Linked DNA regions of Drosophila melanogaster: region 1 is linked to region 2. The links are chromatin contacts, called in public targeted proximity ligation maps. All regions are on one chromosome and are shown on one strand. The core of a region is the stretch at or near the end of the contact, and the rest is flanking DNA. Distances in the headings are between cores, read along the strand shown. Region 1 holds the start of eIF3f1 (eukaryotic translation initiation factor 3 subunit f1). Region 2 holds the start of smash (smallish).

The links.
Region 1: a targeted proximity ligation map of the Kc167 cell line shows a contact between it and region 2, with 4 times the contacts expected there. A contact is called at or near these places in 20 of 107 Hi-C or Micro-C datasets (the Clone 8 cell line, the D17-c3 cell line, the Kc167 cell line and 11 more) and 3 of 7 datasets of targeted methods (the Kc167 cell line and the S2 cell line).

The regions. Positions count from the first base shown.
Region 1 is chr3R:4,709,089-4,716,797 of dm6, forward strand. It overlaps eIF3f1 (eukaryotic translation initiation factor 3 subunit f1), which reads right to left and starts at 5,094. Exons shown (of 1, transcript NM_141232.3): 1 at 3,794-5,094. The coding sequence starts at 4,997. The coding sequence ends at 4,155. It overlaps smash (smallish), which reads left to right. Exons shown (of 14, transcript NM_001259984.2): 11 at 72-982; 12 at 1,089-1,288; 13 at 1,528-1,632; 14 at 1,810-3,105. The coding sequence ends at 1,595.
Region 2 is chr3R:4,657,939-4,664,733 of dm6, forward strand. smash (smallish) reads left to right here and starts at 1,641. Exons shown (of 14, transcript NM_001259984.2): 1 at 1,641-2,461. It overlaps lncRNA:CR44156 (long non-coding RNA:CR44156), which reads right to left and starts at 3,001. Exons shown (of 1, transcript NR_073980.1): 1 at 2,589-3,001. spartin (spartin,) reads left to right here. Exons shown (of 4, transcript NM_141228.2): 4 at 1-47.

The DNA of each region.
Region 1 (7,709 bases), core at 3,844-6,343, 55 kb after region 2:
TAAAAAATGTGGTCACAGAAAACTATGATTAGCAAAGAAAAAGGTCAATAATTTAAACTTTTCCTTCACAGCAAGAGGAACTGAAACGGCAACGTGAAAATCTTGTGCTTCGAGAAAATATTGCTCGACGAGAGTTGCAACACGGAGCCAAGATGCTGATGTCGAACAACCGGCGCTCACTGCAGGATCTGCACCACGGTCTAGGAATCGGAAACGGAATGCTCAGTGCCTTCCAGCCACCGCAACACCACCAGGTTCAAATGCCACCACCGCATCCGCAACAGATTTACGCCAATGTGCCGCAGCAGCAGCAACAGATGGTTCTGCATGCATATCACCAGATGGACACGGACTACCGCAAGTCCATGTCGGATCTAAACGAGTTCTCCAACTGCCTGATACTGCCGCCAACGCCGCCCACAAAGCCATTGAGGGCTATGCAATTGAACGCCAATGGCCATGGCCTGGAGCCAGATTACGCTGTTAGCACGAGGCAGCGCCAACCACCGGCTCCGTACGGTGGCTCTCTGGTAAAGATTGCTGGAGCACCAATGCCGCCACGGCTCCCCGGTCAAGGATATCCCATTCAAGCGCCGACAGCGCCAGCATACCATCACCAGTCGGCCCAAAACTTAAGCAATATGTCCAGAAACACATTGCTCGCTTTGAGTGCCACCCCCAAACCAAAATACGCGGACGGATGGGTGCAGGTGCAGCAGCGGAAGAGTTATGACAGCCAACAGACCAGCGATGCGGCTTGGCTGGCCGCTCAGCAGCAAAAGCGCAAATCCATGCCTGACTACGGCGGAGCACTCTACAATAACAACCACTGGCTACTGCAGGAGGCGGAGCAGCGACGCATCGAGCAACTTAATCGGCGATCTATACCAGCCAGCAAGTCGATGGGCAAACCGCTGCCCGATTCCATCATACAAACTCTTACGGAGCGGGTCCAGAGCAAAGGAATCGGCGATCGAAAGCGGTAAGTAGTAATATATAGGTGACAAGGGAAACTCTACTTTACTACATCTTACATAGATGATCTTTTTTCATACCTTATATTTAATGCAATTTTAATTCACCAACAGCTTCGATAGCAACGGGAACTATAGCCAGGTAAATGGCAACAACATCTACCAGCAGCAACAGCAGCAGAAGAATGTGACGAATGGCAGCAGCATCAATGGCAACAGCAGCCAGGGGCAGGAGAAGGTGCTCAGCGTTAGTGGCAAGAAGAAGTGCTCCCATTGCGGCGACGAATTAGGTAAACTTTGCTACTACGTTGGTTGTGAGTGTTGTGGTTGTTCTACTACTTTTGAATACCCCCATACCCCTCTTACTCTTACATCGTCCATTTTTGGGAACATCTTTTAGGCTTGTTGTCACAGAGAGAGATCATGAATAGAACACACTTGGATTCACTAGTCTCATGGTTGGGTTTGGTCGATCATTTAATGCTTTCTCCTTCCCATTGGTTATAAACTCTTTATCAATAAGTTTCCATTCTCACTTACATGTCTGTGACAGATCTGGGCTGCACTCACGGCAATTGTCGGCAGGTGCACAAAGCGCTAAAATATATTGTTTGGGTGTAAATTTAAAAAGACTGCCCAACAGTTTCGAATATTTTAGGTATATTAGTAAAATCTTGGAAGCGGAATATAATATCTAAGTGGTGGGGTTATTTATAATCTACGTCACTTCTGTTGCAATTTTTGTTGCTTATAATTTTAACTTTCGTTAACTTCCGCTTCAGTGACTCCTTTAATCCGGCAACTAAGCTGAAAGATTCCTTACCTAATTCCACAGGTCGCGGCGCTGCCATGATCATCGAATCGCTTCTGCTGTTCTACCACATCAACTGCTTCAAGTGTTGCGTCTGCCACGTCCAGCTGGGAGATGGCCTCAATGGAACCGATGTCCGGGTGCGAAACCACAAGCTGCATTGCCAAAACTGCTACTCCAGCGATGACGGCATTAAGTTCAGCTGCGTCTAACTGAGCCCTCGCCATGGAAACGGAAGTGGATTATTGAATAGAACTGGGGTTGTTGCTCTGTTGCTTTTGCAACATTGATTGTTGTTGTTGTACTAGTAATACATAGATATTAAATAGAGATGATAATTCGTACGTTCACATATATACAATACATATATCTACATATGTTGAGAACAAAGTCAAATCCAAAACGTTTCAGATTAGTGTTAATCGCTTTAATATGCTTCCCTACGAAATTATGTAATGTTTTAACTCGGATTTAAAAGTTTTATACAACGCATTCTACATGTTATAAATCAAACTCTATACATTTTACATGTTTAAATGCCAAGCTCTCTAACATTGTAACAAAGTAATGTGTGTTGAAACTTAAAAAAAAAACCAAAAAAAGGATTAACTTTAAACGAAGTGTTAAAATTTTGAAATTGTTTTGAATTTATATTTACACCTCTACTCTACACATCTACACAATCTACTATTTCTATCCGAAAATTCGCTTTTAAATTAGTTAGTTTCTAACTTTTTGTACCCGCTACAGCCCACTTAAAATACCTAACGACGCATCCAATGTACCTAAAAAAAACTATATACAAACACCCATCCACACGCAACTCACTAACATAATTATTATATACATACCCTTAAACTTGCATGAGGTGAGCATATATCGCGAAAGATTTCATTTCTTATATCCCTTATTTTTATTTATTGTAATTTCGCATAAAGTTGAAAATTTGTATATTATATACACATCTTGGATTGTATGATTAATTTTTAAACATGATCGGTATATGAATAATTTTTCTGTATAAATACATCAAAGAAGATATAGTTTAGTTTTTTAATAAACTATTTCAATGAAGAACTATTTCATATTTTGATCTGCAGAACGCTTAAAGTTAAAAGGTGTATGGTATGTTGGTGGTAATACTTCAATGACTAGGAGATACAGTCCTTCAATGATGAAACAATCATTTTACGTTTCTGAACTTATCATTGTTAATTAAATTGTTCTAAAATGTATAACTTACCTGTCCTGTCGCATTTCCGACAAATATGCTAACAAAGTGGATGTCAATTCGACATGCTTAATAAAAACTTACAACTGAGTTCATAAATTTTTGGGAGGAACCAGTATCTGCTAATGTAACACTGTAACTAATGTTATTGATTTAAAAAAAAAACTTCCGCATTCTGAGATTTAAATTTCGCCCAAAAGTATGCATTACGAATATATTTAAATTGGCCACACAAACTTTCATATGAAAAGTTTTTTTTTTAATTAATTTATATATTAAGGCATACGGGGAAATCTTGGAGCCCCTTTGTGTCCTTCTTTCATATGAAAAGTGTGTTTTTTTATGCTCTTTAGAGTACCTTTTATTCTTCACCAGGATCAAGAATCAGCGCAGTCGATCTGGCCATGTTTGTCCGCATGAACGTCAAGATCTCATGAACTATAAATGCTAGAAGATTAAGGATGCAGATTGCACAGAAAAGTGTAGGCGTAGCTCAAGTTTATCCTGGTGCTACCAAACAATTGAAAGTTAAGTAACGCATATGATGCAACGAGGTGCTGGTTATAAAATGTAAGAAACTAGTTTTTAATAGAATGTGTTGTCATATTTCGTCACAAAATTTGATATTATAACTTTTGTGTGCCGAAGGTACGATCATCAAAGTTTGATATTAAAGAATATAAATATTACTATTCTTACAATAAACCCAGCACCGATGCGACTCCCTGAAACCCTATAGAATAGTGAAGCTCACCAAAGACTGAAACACAACATTTTGTTTTAGCAGTTGGGTGCTAAATTTTCAGTTGCACATGCATTTATTTTGTTCCTGGTGATGAATACTGTTGTGTTTAAGAGTCTTCAGTAGATTCGAATGCTCCTACAAACGCCACATGGTCGTTTAGTGTAGGTGTCACAGGATTCATGCTGATTCTTCAATTGAGTTATAAAAAAGATAATCCCATATATATTTTCTTTAGTATGGAATGTCATTCTGACCAGAGTAATCGATACAAGTTTTGGTTTTTTTTTTTGGCGATCAGAGCACTTTATTACGTAGACCCCCATTGATAAAAAACACAATCAGTTTACAATGCCACCCTTAGTAGATATTACCACTTCAACAAACGCCGTCGTTCTAGGCGGTGGGCAGGAAGGTGAGCTTTTCGTTAAGCTGCAGCTGGGTTTTGATGAGCTGGGAGAGCGTGATGACCAGCAGAAGGTTGCGTACGTTGGCGTTGAACATCTGAGTGAACTGCTCGTGGGTCATGTGCGGCACGGAGTGGATAAGGTCTAGCAGCTGGCGTCCGACGGCGTTGTCGGGGGTTACCTTGTGAGCGATCACGTCGTCAACGTACTTGAGAATAAGATCCAGCAGGGACTGCAGCTTCGTGGAGGCCTCCGAGATTTGGGCCAGGTCCAGCATTGGCGGAACGGTCTTGGGACGGTGAGCGGGCGAAACGCCTACGGTCTTCTGAAGCAGCTTGAGCCCAAATGTCTCCGGCTCGTAGCTGGTCAGCTCGACAGGAATGGGCGTGAACATGCAGCCGCTCTTGCCGCCGGGAACTCCTAGTTGAATGCAGACATAAGCACGCAGACCCATACGTCCGCCCTGCAGCGAAGTGTCCACGGTGAGGTGAACCGGGTTGTTGCATTCGCGGGCGTAATACTCGTGGATCACCGAGCTGTGGTTGGTAACGTCGTTGCCGGTGGCCCACCAGCCTACCACGCTCTCGTTGGAGTTCACCTTGCGGTTGAGGTCGTACATGTCCAGGGCGTAGCTCAGCTCTGCCTCCACCTGGTCATCGTGCTCCTTGTGCGGCACACAGAAACAGTTGGTAACCTCCACCACACCTTTGTCCACAGAGCCGAGCAGGGTGCCGATGACGCGGTGCGAGTCCGCGTTCCGCCGCTCGAAGGCGTCCACCACCTGGAAAAGCACCACCGGGTGCACGCGCACGGTCAGATTGAGAGCCGACATGGTAATTTTCGGTGGCCAAGATTTGCAAGGAAAATTTCCGCAATAATTTCTATTCAGCCACGCTGCGCGTATGTTTTAGGGATGCAAGAAAAGGGCCTATCGATAGTGCGGGTGGGGGTTGATGGCTTTTGGAGCTATCGGTGCGGTCGTGCGTGGCCTATCGTTTTATCGATGTAAAACCGGTGGCTAGCGTTAGTTAATCAAATACTATTCAAATTTGAATATGTCGGAGATGCCAAGCGCGACTTTTCATTTACTTCAGCGTCCATATTGTCCAGCACATCAAGTCGCCTGCGTGTTGTTTCTTCTGTCGTTCTAAGCAGACTAATTTACTCAAGCGTCGCCTTCGCGATGCTTTTCTTCTATTCCTCACCTTCACTCAATTATTTCATCCTTACTTCGTTTCCAGAAACTATACAACAACAACAACAGCCACACAAATGATGCCCACTCAATAACGGAACGCTTTCCGTGAATTTCATTGCTCGCTGCTCATTCTTAACATAACGGATCAATAACAAAATGTCGGTTACATTCTACTACTCAATCTTGCTTGTGAAATTTTGCTGATCAAACGTGCTTAAAGCGAATTATTAAATTTAATAAAATGCCTGGAAAGAGATAAACTTTGAAGTTACCCAATTAATAAACTATAACCACCAGTTGGGAAAATCTTTTCCAGAATAAGTATAAATGTTTTCTGTATCCCGTAAGACCGTCTACTATTTTTTAAAAGGCTCGGAAAAAGAGGACAGGCTTGAACCTAAGAGTGGTGGTGGGCGGAAAATTAAAATTAAAAAGCGTGTAGACCGCTTTATTATGCGAATAGAGATTGCGAACCCCCGGTCAGATCACTTGCTCTGGATATCAGGCAAGAGTGTCACCTAACTGTGTCACACGAAACTGTGCGCCAAGTCATCCTACGCCATAGATACTCTTCAAGAGTTGCGAGGAAAAATCCTTTGCTATCAGATGCCAATATGGAAAAGCGTCATTAATTCGCTGTGAACAAGGTGGATCATCCAGAAGAGTACTGGGATGACGTCATATTTGGTGACGAAACAAAAATTATGCTCTTTTATAACGACGGGCCAAGCAGAGTATGGCGCAAACCGCTGAGTGCGCTAGAAAAACAAAATATCATTCCAACGATAAAATTTGGAAAAATGTCACTGATGGTTTGTGGCTGTATCACCAGCCATGGAGTGGGAAAACTAGCCTTAATTTAGAGCACAATAAATGCCGTGCAATATCTAGGAATCTTAAAAAACAAATTTGAAGGCCGGTGCAGAAAAATTTGGTCTAGTTAGCAACAACAAGCCAAATTTTATATTTTAAGAGGACATGATCAGAAACATAAAGAGTGCAATGTACGCACCTGGCGCCCTTATAACTGTGGTAAAGTGATCGATACGCCCCCTCAGAGTCCTGATCTGAACCCCATTTAAAATTTGTGGACCTACTTAAAGAAGAAGGTGGCAAAAAGGGACCTAAAACACGACAACAGCTTATGACTGTAATAGTCGAAGAGTGTGAAAAGATCCCGTTTGAATATGACCTGCAAAAACTTGTCCATTCCATGAAAAAAGGGCTTCAACTTGTAGCTAAAGCCAATGGGGAACATACTACATACCAAAACTTTTAAAATTTTAATAAAATAATTTAAAAATTTAGGATTAAACATCGATTTAGTGTTTTGTGTAAAGAGTTTCTTGACAGTCTCAAAAGTGTTTAAACTTGGAATTTGTTGTTTTTTTTCTTGTATATTTAATATTTTTAATTTGTTTTTTGATTTATAAGTAAAATAAATATTGTTTAATTATATTTTATAAAAAAAATGCGTTTAATTAAGCAAAAAACCTTTAATTTTTAGCTTTAAAGTCAAAAATTCAACTTATTTCACAGTGTGTAAACAGTTTCTTGACAAACTGTATCAATTTTAAGAGGAAGGTCCCGCTTGCCCTTCACTGAACGAAGGCTGGTTGGGAGAGTTTTAAAAATTCTAATATGTAATATGTAAAGCCCCTAAGGGAGCTAAAAAACATAACTCTTTTCGACTGCCCATTCACTGTGAGTTCCATTCACGGGTGCTTAATGCACATATTTGGCCCAACGGCCCCATTCTTTTTACTTGATACCATCAGTACGTTTGATGCCATAATAGGTTTGTACTTGCTATCGCAGGTCGGAGCAGCATTAGATTTACACAACAACGATGTGAACTTCACAAATATTAATGACGTAGAAGTCCCAAGTTCGGTGTAAGCTGAATTCAATAAAATGATCCTTGAGAGGAAACAAGTGTTTTCGCACTCTAACGAGGCGCTTCCATTTAACACCTCGATCATTGTCACAATTCGTACGAAGACTAACGAACCCGTACATTCCAAGCTATATCCTTACACCATGGAAGCAGAGGAGCAAGGAACTGATGCCGACGGAAACAGAAAATAACGACTGGTGATTTCAGAAAACTGAATGAACGAACCATCACCGATCGGTATTCCTATAATTTTAGCGAACTTAGGAAAGACAATATTTTTTACTACCCTAGATTTAAAATCGGGGTACCACCAGATTTATCTGGCCAGAAAAGATTCCGAATAAGCTGCCTTTTCCATAAACGGATAGACGATGTAATAATTTTCTTTGCTGCTGACCACGTCTTACACTTTGACAGCACTTAAATGTCTGTGCCAAGCCAACATGAGA
Region 2 (6,795 bases), core at 391-2,890:
TTCTAATTAAAAGAAAAAATATAAATAAATATTATGTTCAATAACACATAAAAAAGATATTTCGAAAGATTTTGCATCAAAACCTTATTTTAGTGTTCAAAAATGCTTTACTTTTGTATTTGTAGATAAACCGAAGCTAGAAAGTATTAAAAAGAAAAATGTTTAATTCACTTTGTATATTTGTATAACCTAAATTCTAGCTTCCTAGCACTCCAACCGCTAAGTATCGGGTATCTTTTGTTTTTAAATTAAAATGTCCTGATTTTTGATACACAACTCAGTCCTCTTTCACTAATTTAAAAGAATTAACAATTTTAGCAAGGAATTTAGTATGAACGTACCATGTAAATTGTGAACAAATGTTGATCTAAGTATCTTTAGATTGACGATCAATAAAAAGCCGTCTAATTTAGCGGCTTTAAATCCTCGTAAGTACTGTCATAGCTTCCGATCGCCTGAAGTTACAGACTTTTGAATCTTATATTGTTGAAAAGGTTATGTTATTTGCATTATTTCCTAACCATTTCCTAAGACTCTATATAGCTATCTTATTCCTTATTCTTTTTTCCTATCTTAAAAAGCACTCTGATCAAGCAAAAACTTTGCGGAACGAGTCAAATTTTATATAAACAAGTTAGGAATTTATATAACGAGCGATGAACCCCACATATATACTTTGGCGAAATATGGTAAAACTTCACGTTTTGTTTTATACACGAGATATAGAATGTGATATTCTATAGGTCCTAAGTGTCATATATCAAGGAGCCCATATATTTAGTTAGGGTTCAGCTCCCGAATCAGAACATAACATAACATGAATGACTATAACCCCTATTGTTGGTAAAACTTTCTCCTAGACTATATTTACATTTACCTTATTATAGTCCTTTTATCCTATTAATATTTATATTAGGAGAATATAGGAATATGTATACTCATATTATTGTCAAAATCATATGAATACATTTTTTTATATATATTTATTAAAAAGAATCCGTACATAATTATATTGTATCTTAGCATCACAGGGTGGAGATTTATTCTTAAGAATTACCAGTCGATATATAAAAAAAGTAAAGTAAATGAATACATTTGTTTTCAAACGTTAGCTCTCGTGCGAGTTCCATTCTGAAAATAGGAATGGGTGTTTAAATCCTCACATGATTAGTGAGAGGTTTGGTTTTATCATTTATATGTTAATTGCGCTGTTATGTTGCTATTGCTGCATTGTATGGATTCATCGCTTCTAAATAAATAAATTTAAAAAAAAGGAATGGGTGTAGCATACTTTCGGGACGCGCAATAAAAAATTATCTTGAAATTGGTTTGGTTTTAAACTCCGCCATATATCATTATATAATATTATATATTATTTGATCCCAAAGCTTCATAGATTGATCCATCAGCGTCTCGTTGATTTTTGTATGCAATACTTTACGTACTAATTCAAAAACCGAGAAAGTTGTTAATTATTTTGAAGGCTTTTCGCCGAACAACGTAACAAAAAACGTAAGAGCGTACAGAGAGACCTTGCCTGCGGACAGATAAAAATACCGCTCGTAGTCCGATTCGACCCACCTCAACTGATTCAGCTGGCCACACTCCGCCCCATTTTTATATCCACAAATTCCTACGCTCGGCAGTACGTTTTGAACTCGGCCAAAAGGAGGTGGCTAAGAGTTTAGCGCGGCACGCAAGCACATAATTCCCCGCTCGGACGTGATTTCGCCCCTTGGTACATGAATACATGTGAATGTGTACATATGTGCGCACGGGAAATAAGGCAGGAAAAGCCCAAAGCCACGGAGTTCGGATCCGAGAGTCTTGCGTTTTGTTTTGCGCAGCACTGCACCTGTGCAGTGTAAAATCGTGAATTCAGTCGAGGTGCAACTGCGGCGCTTGTGCGGTTGAGGGAGGAGAGTTGGCAGAAGTGTGTTTGTGTGTGTATGTGGGTGGGTAGTGCCTTTTATTTCCGATTTTGACGGGAGTCCAATCCACCAAGCTGAGTAGTTGCAATTACGGCGCGGCGGAAAACTGTTTTTCTCGCTCACAAATACATATGTACAACCTGTATAAACAACAACGACTGCCGTAAACAGCCAACTGCGAACGCAGCAACAACAACAGTTCTAACAACAGTACACAAGCAAACACGTTTCCCGTTTTATTTTCTGGCCCGCGTTTATTAGTGTGTGTGGGTGCGCCTCTGTGTGCGAGTGCGTATGTGTGCGTGTGTACGTGTTGCTCGCTCGAGTATAGAAATTTCTAATGATTTTTGGCCTGTTCCCGAAAAGCAGCTCCAAACAACAACAACAACAACTTTAGGACTCTGCAGTGGCTGTTCCAATTGACTCGCCATTCTTTTGAATTGTTTTTATATATGTAATTGAACGCCGAAAAACAACTGTGTAAAAAACAGCATCTGTGCCAGCAACGAACAGAGCTTCGAATTTTGTTGGTAAGTGTTTTCAGCTTCTGCACAATGAATAAAGTAAATAATAAGTGAATAAGTGATTTCAAAATCTGCATTTTGAAACCGTAAAAAGTGTAGAAAAGAAAAGTGTAAAAAGGTAGCCAATTGTCTTAGTAACGTGCTTATTTATGCAATTTGTAACTATTGGCTTGAAGTTTACATAAAAAAAGGTCCATTCGAAAAATGAAGACTAATATCTTTCCTATCTTTCCTAACGGATATCAAAAAGTAGGATTGGGTAAAACACATTTCTCTCGGAGATTTTTCTTCATTGAGCGGATCGCTTAGATCCATTCATCTGACGCAACAGTAGCAGCAAAATAACGTTGTGATGACCAGGACTAGGGATATGACCTCAAGCAGCATTCTGGGACCTGGATCATGTTGGTCAGGCGGAACTTGTAGATGGAGGCTCGTGTTCTGGAGTGAGGCTTGTGAGCTTGAGTTGTACATTCTTGCGATCCATCCACCGATCTGCTGGCTTTCGAATTTGATGTTCGACAAATGTGTCTCAAAAAAATTTCGACACCCTCGACATGCGTTTCTGTGTTGGCTTTGATAGGTTTTTTCCCCAAAACATTTTCACTTTGCATGCCAATTTTCTCACCGCTCAAACTTGCAGCACTCGGGCGCCTAGTCATTTATTTGATATCATCATTATCGTCATTGCCCGAGCTACAGGCTACAGGTTTTTAGCTAATAAGGTAATGGCAAAAAGACGGGGAAAAACGGCTGAATTATAATCGAAAGAAAAAATCCATCATTGGAAAGTTGGTTTAATTGCATTTGCGGAATGCAGCTGTCAGGGTTGCCTAGTTGTGCGACAGGGCGACGCATTTTTCGCCAGCCGCGCACTTGGCTAATATTTCAGGCTTCATGCTTCATTTGCGTTACGAGCGGACCAAGTCGACTTTCGGAGCAAACCCGGCGGCAAGGGCGTTGGACTAGATTGGATCGGGTGGATTGGATGATGAAGGTGATGGGACAGGAGAAAGGTATTTGAAAGGGCTGGAGTGGGTTACACACTCCCCGGCGATATGGAGTTCATCGTCTTCCGAACTTGAGTTTCAAAATCTAAAAAAAAAACATCTCTATGTATGTATGTATGTAAGTACTTGTGTCTCCCAAGTTCTGGTGCCTGGAAAATCGTCAAACAAATATATTTTCAAAACTTAAAAATTTTTTTTTTTTGGTTTTCGAAGGATAGCGTGCACTACCCACAAAAGGAGCAATAAATTCCTCCGGGTGACAGTGGTTGGCAATTTTTTGCAGCAATTGGCAGGGCGAGTGTGGGAGAGAGCGGTGCCGGTCGTTACACGTTACACACTTTTCCGGGGCACTTTCCCAAGCGAATATTATTTTTTCTGTGCCCTCACATGAAAATCAATTCATAATGGTGCAGGTGGGTGGCGGCTCTCATGCTTTTTTTATATTTTTCTCTATAGTGCGATTGAATGCGACAGAAAATAGTATGATCAAGAAATCATATTGTTTACACATCGGTTTTATAAATTTGGTAGTTTAATTTTTATTAGTCCAAACAAATATCGGATTATATTTTTGTTTCAAGTGTACTTTTCACTTCTTTGCACGGTGGGTATTTTCCTCATCATCTGTTTTTCGAAGAGCTTTTCCGCCGCTGCTGTTTTGTTTATGCTTTTCCCATCTCATTGTTTTTGCGCGCCTCGTGCGTCAATTTATGTGAGTTCAGTTTGCCTCAAAGACGGAAGCGGTCTTAATGGTACAAATAGGAGTAGCTGCGGCTCCAGCTAGGAAACCGGAGGAAAAGGGTGCCGTGGAAATTGGCGCCGCCGCAACTGCCCAAATGCCGCGGCTGCTCATAACTTGTTTGCCGAATAATTTCCAAAGTTGCAATTTTCATTTTATGGCCATTTGTCTTCGGTTGTTTTGTCTGCCGGTTGGGGCACATTCGAAGCCCGGTTTTGCTTTTTTTTTTTCGTGGCTCATTTTGTTTTGTAATCAGAATTACATAGAGGGAAACATTTCATTTTCATTTGCTAACTAAGTTGGTCTCTCTTTCGGACCGCTCTGTAATCGGGTAAATGAAATCCAGATCAGTGGCGAAATTACAAATTTGTTCCATTTTGTTCTAAACATACTCGCATTTCGTAAGTTAAAATTTTCATACATTAGTTTCAAAAGCTAGAAATATAATGAGAATCTTAGAAATAAAGCGATTGTCATGTAATTACATGATACTAGAGTACCTTATCCAAATCAGACTGACTTGTTTTAAGCCATCTTGTGCTTGACATACACATGCTCAACTCTTCCCTTTTGGGAGGTGCTATCTGGTATCCGATTTCGTAACCAATTCGGCCCGAGTCCGGCTCTTTCATAACAATAACCAAAAGCACTTGTCACTGCCATCTGCTGCCGGCAACTTCGCCGTGGCCACCCATATGGGCCCAGTTTGGGCTCGTCGCCTACCTGTTTCACCGGGCAGTGTGAGTGATACTTGTGCAATTATTGTACAAACTCATAGTGTCCACTCTTTCAAGCGAGTGTATGTGAGTAGAGTGGTAGAACCCCTGGACTCTCGGACAGGTTGTTCAGAAAAGCGAATGGTTTTGTTCCACGCCGAACGCCTCATGTCTTTCGTCGTCGACGGAAATCTGAAACAATGGAGGTAGAGAAGACGCTCTGAACGCATTGGTGGCACAGCCAGCTTATTAACTTACCTGTTATTTCAACCATTTCCATTTTCTCACGCACGCAGGCCTGGAAAATGGAAACTGCACTTGCCTGTGTCTGCATTGGGTGATTTTAGGCGCACTGAAAAAAATTGTTCTATGTCTGAATATTATCTGAAATACACTCTTAAAAATTTTGGATCACAAAGTCAATTTAATTGGTGGTTTTCGAATAATTTATTGTCCCTAACTTTCATTTTTTATATTATAAGCAATATGATTTTTTTCAGTGTTATTTAGCCGGGGGTTTTAAACTAGGCACCTGAAAACCTACTTAATTTTTGGGCGAAGTCTTTCCTATCAAATCCCAGTAAATTAATGGCGCCCGATGAGTATTTATTAGTTCGTATCCGTGAGCTAGCCGTATAATTAAAACACAACCGGATTGTTAAGTTGGGTCTACGTTGTCCGCTTATCATTAAAGAGCGATTAGTTTTCAAGTTCGTATTTTTAATTCGTTTTAAGGAGAAGATTTGTTTTGCTCTTATGGAGTTGAGTGGAGCTGTAAGTCTTGGAACTTGGAAATGGAATCAAAGTCTGATTTTGATGCCATCCGGATAATTTAATTGATTTTAAATGCCCACAACGGAGTGCAGTAATTGAAAACTATAATTGCATAACCATTCCTCATATAGGCGCCCCAATTCCCCAGGAATGAAAGTGAAACATGGACGCTTTAGTTCCAGTAGCCACCCACTCAAAGGATACTTTTCCATATATGTATATGTATATAGCCTATATAAATTTGTGCGAGAATTGTATATAACCATTTATGTACCAGCTTACATGGAATACTAACTGTTGACCTAGCTCCATGAGCACTGGCTGAATTCATTGCCACAGGCATTTGTTGTGTGTACAACGCACAGAAGTTGAAAGTTTGGGTCCGAATGCAAAAGCGAACTGCAAACTGGTTCTGTTAACTCAAATATTTTGTTTGAGAAATGTTATGTTCGAAAATAAAATACACGATGTATCTTCAGAGTTGGAATATTATGTTTTCGGATGCTGAAAGCCACCCTTATTTTCATTCAACCTATCCCAACCCCACCCCTGTTAGTCCCCAACAGCTCCTGTTAACTGTGCTATGGGGGTGGGAAAAAGCAGCTGTTCGCTGGTTTGGGGACGTCGCTCCCGAACCAAAAAACGAGTGCAATGGAGTTATGTGCTCTCTTCGGCCCGCACCCCTCACACCCTCACACCATAATACCCGCACGGACTGCCACTGCAATAGAGTCGACAGCTTGTGACCTATATAGAATCGGATTCGTCGGAATTACAGTTAGGTAGAGCCTAGCATATATGTGTCTTTGGGACCCATCAAATGACCTAAGTTTGCATGGAAATTGCCTTCAATGTTCCCTTTCCCGTTCCTGTGCTCCGAACTTCAGCTAGGAAGTCTGTCGGCTGGTGCTCTTATCAGTTGGCCCGAATGCCTTCTGCGCCGGAATGTGGCTCAAATCCGTTTGAGGACTTAACGCGTCAAGTTAACCTCAGGAATGAGTGTCGGTTCTGTTCGGGATAAATGACGAAAAACGAGTGAATATTTAATACTTTAGGGCAGGCACCAAACCAGGTTGAAGCAAAAACAGTGCAAATAAGTAC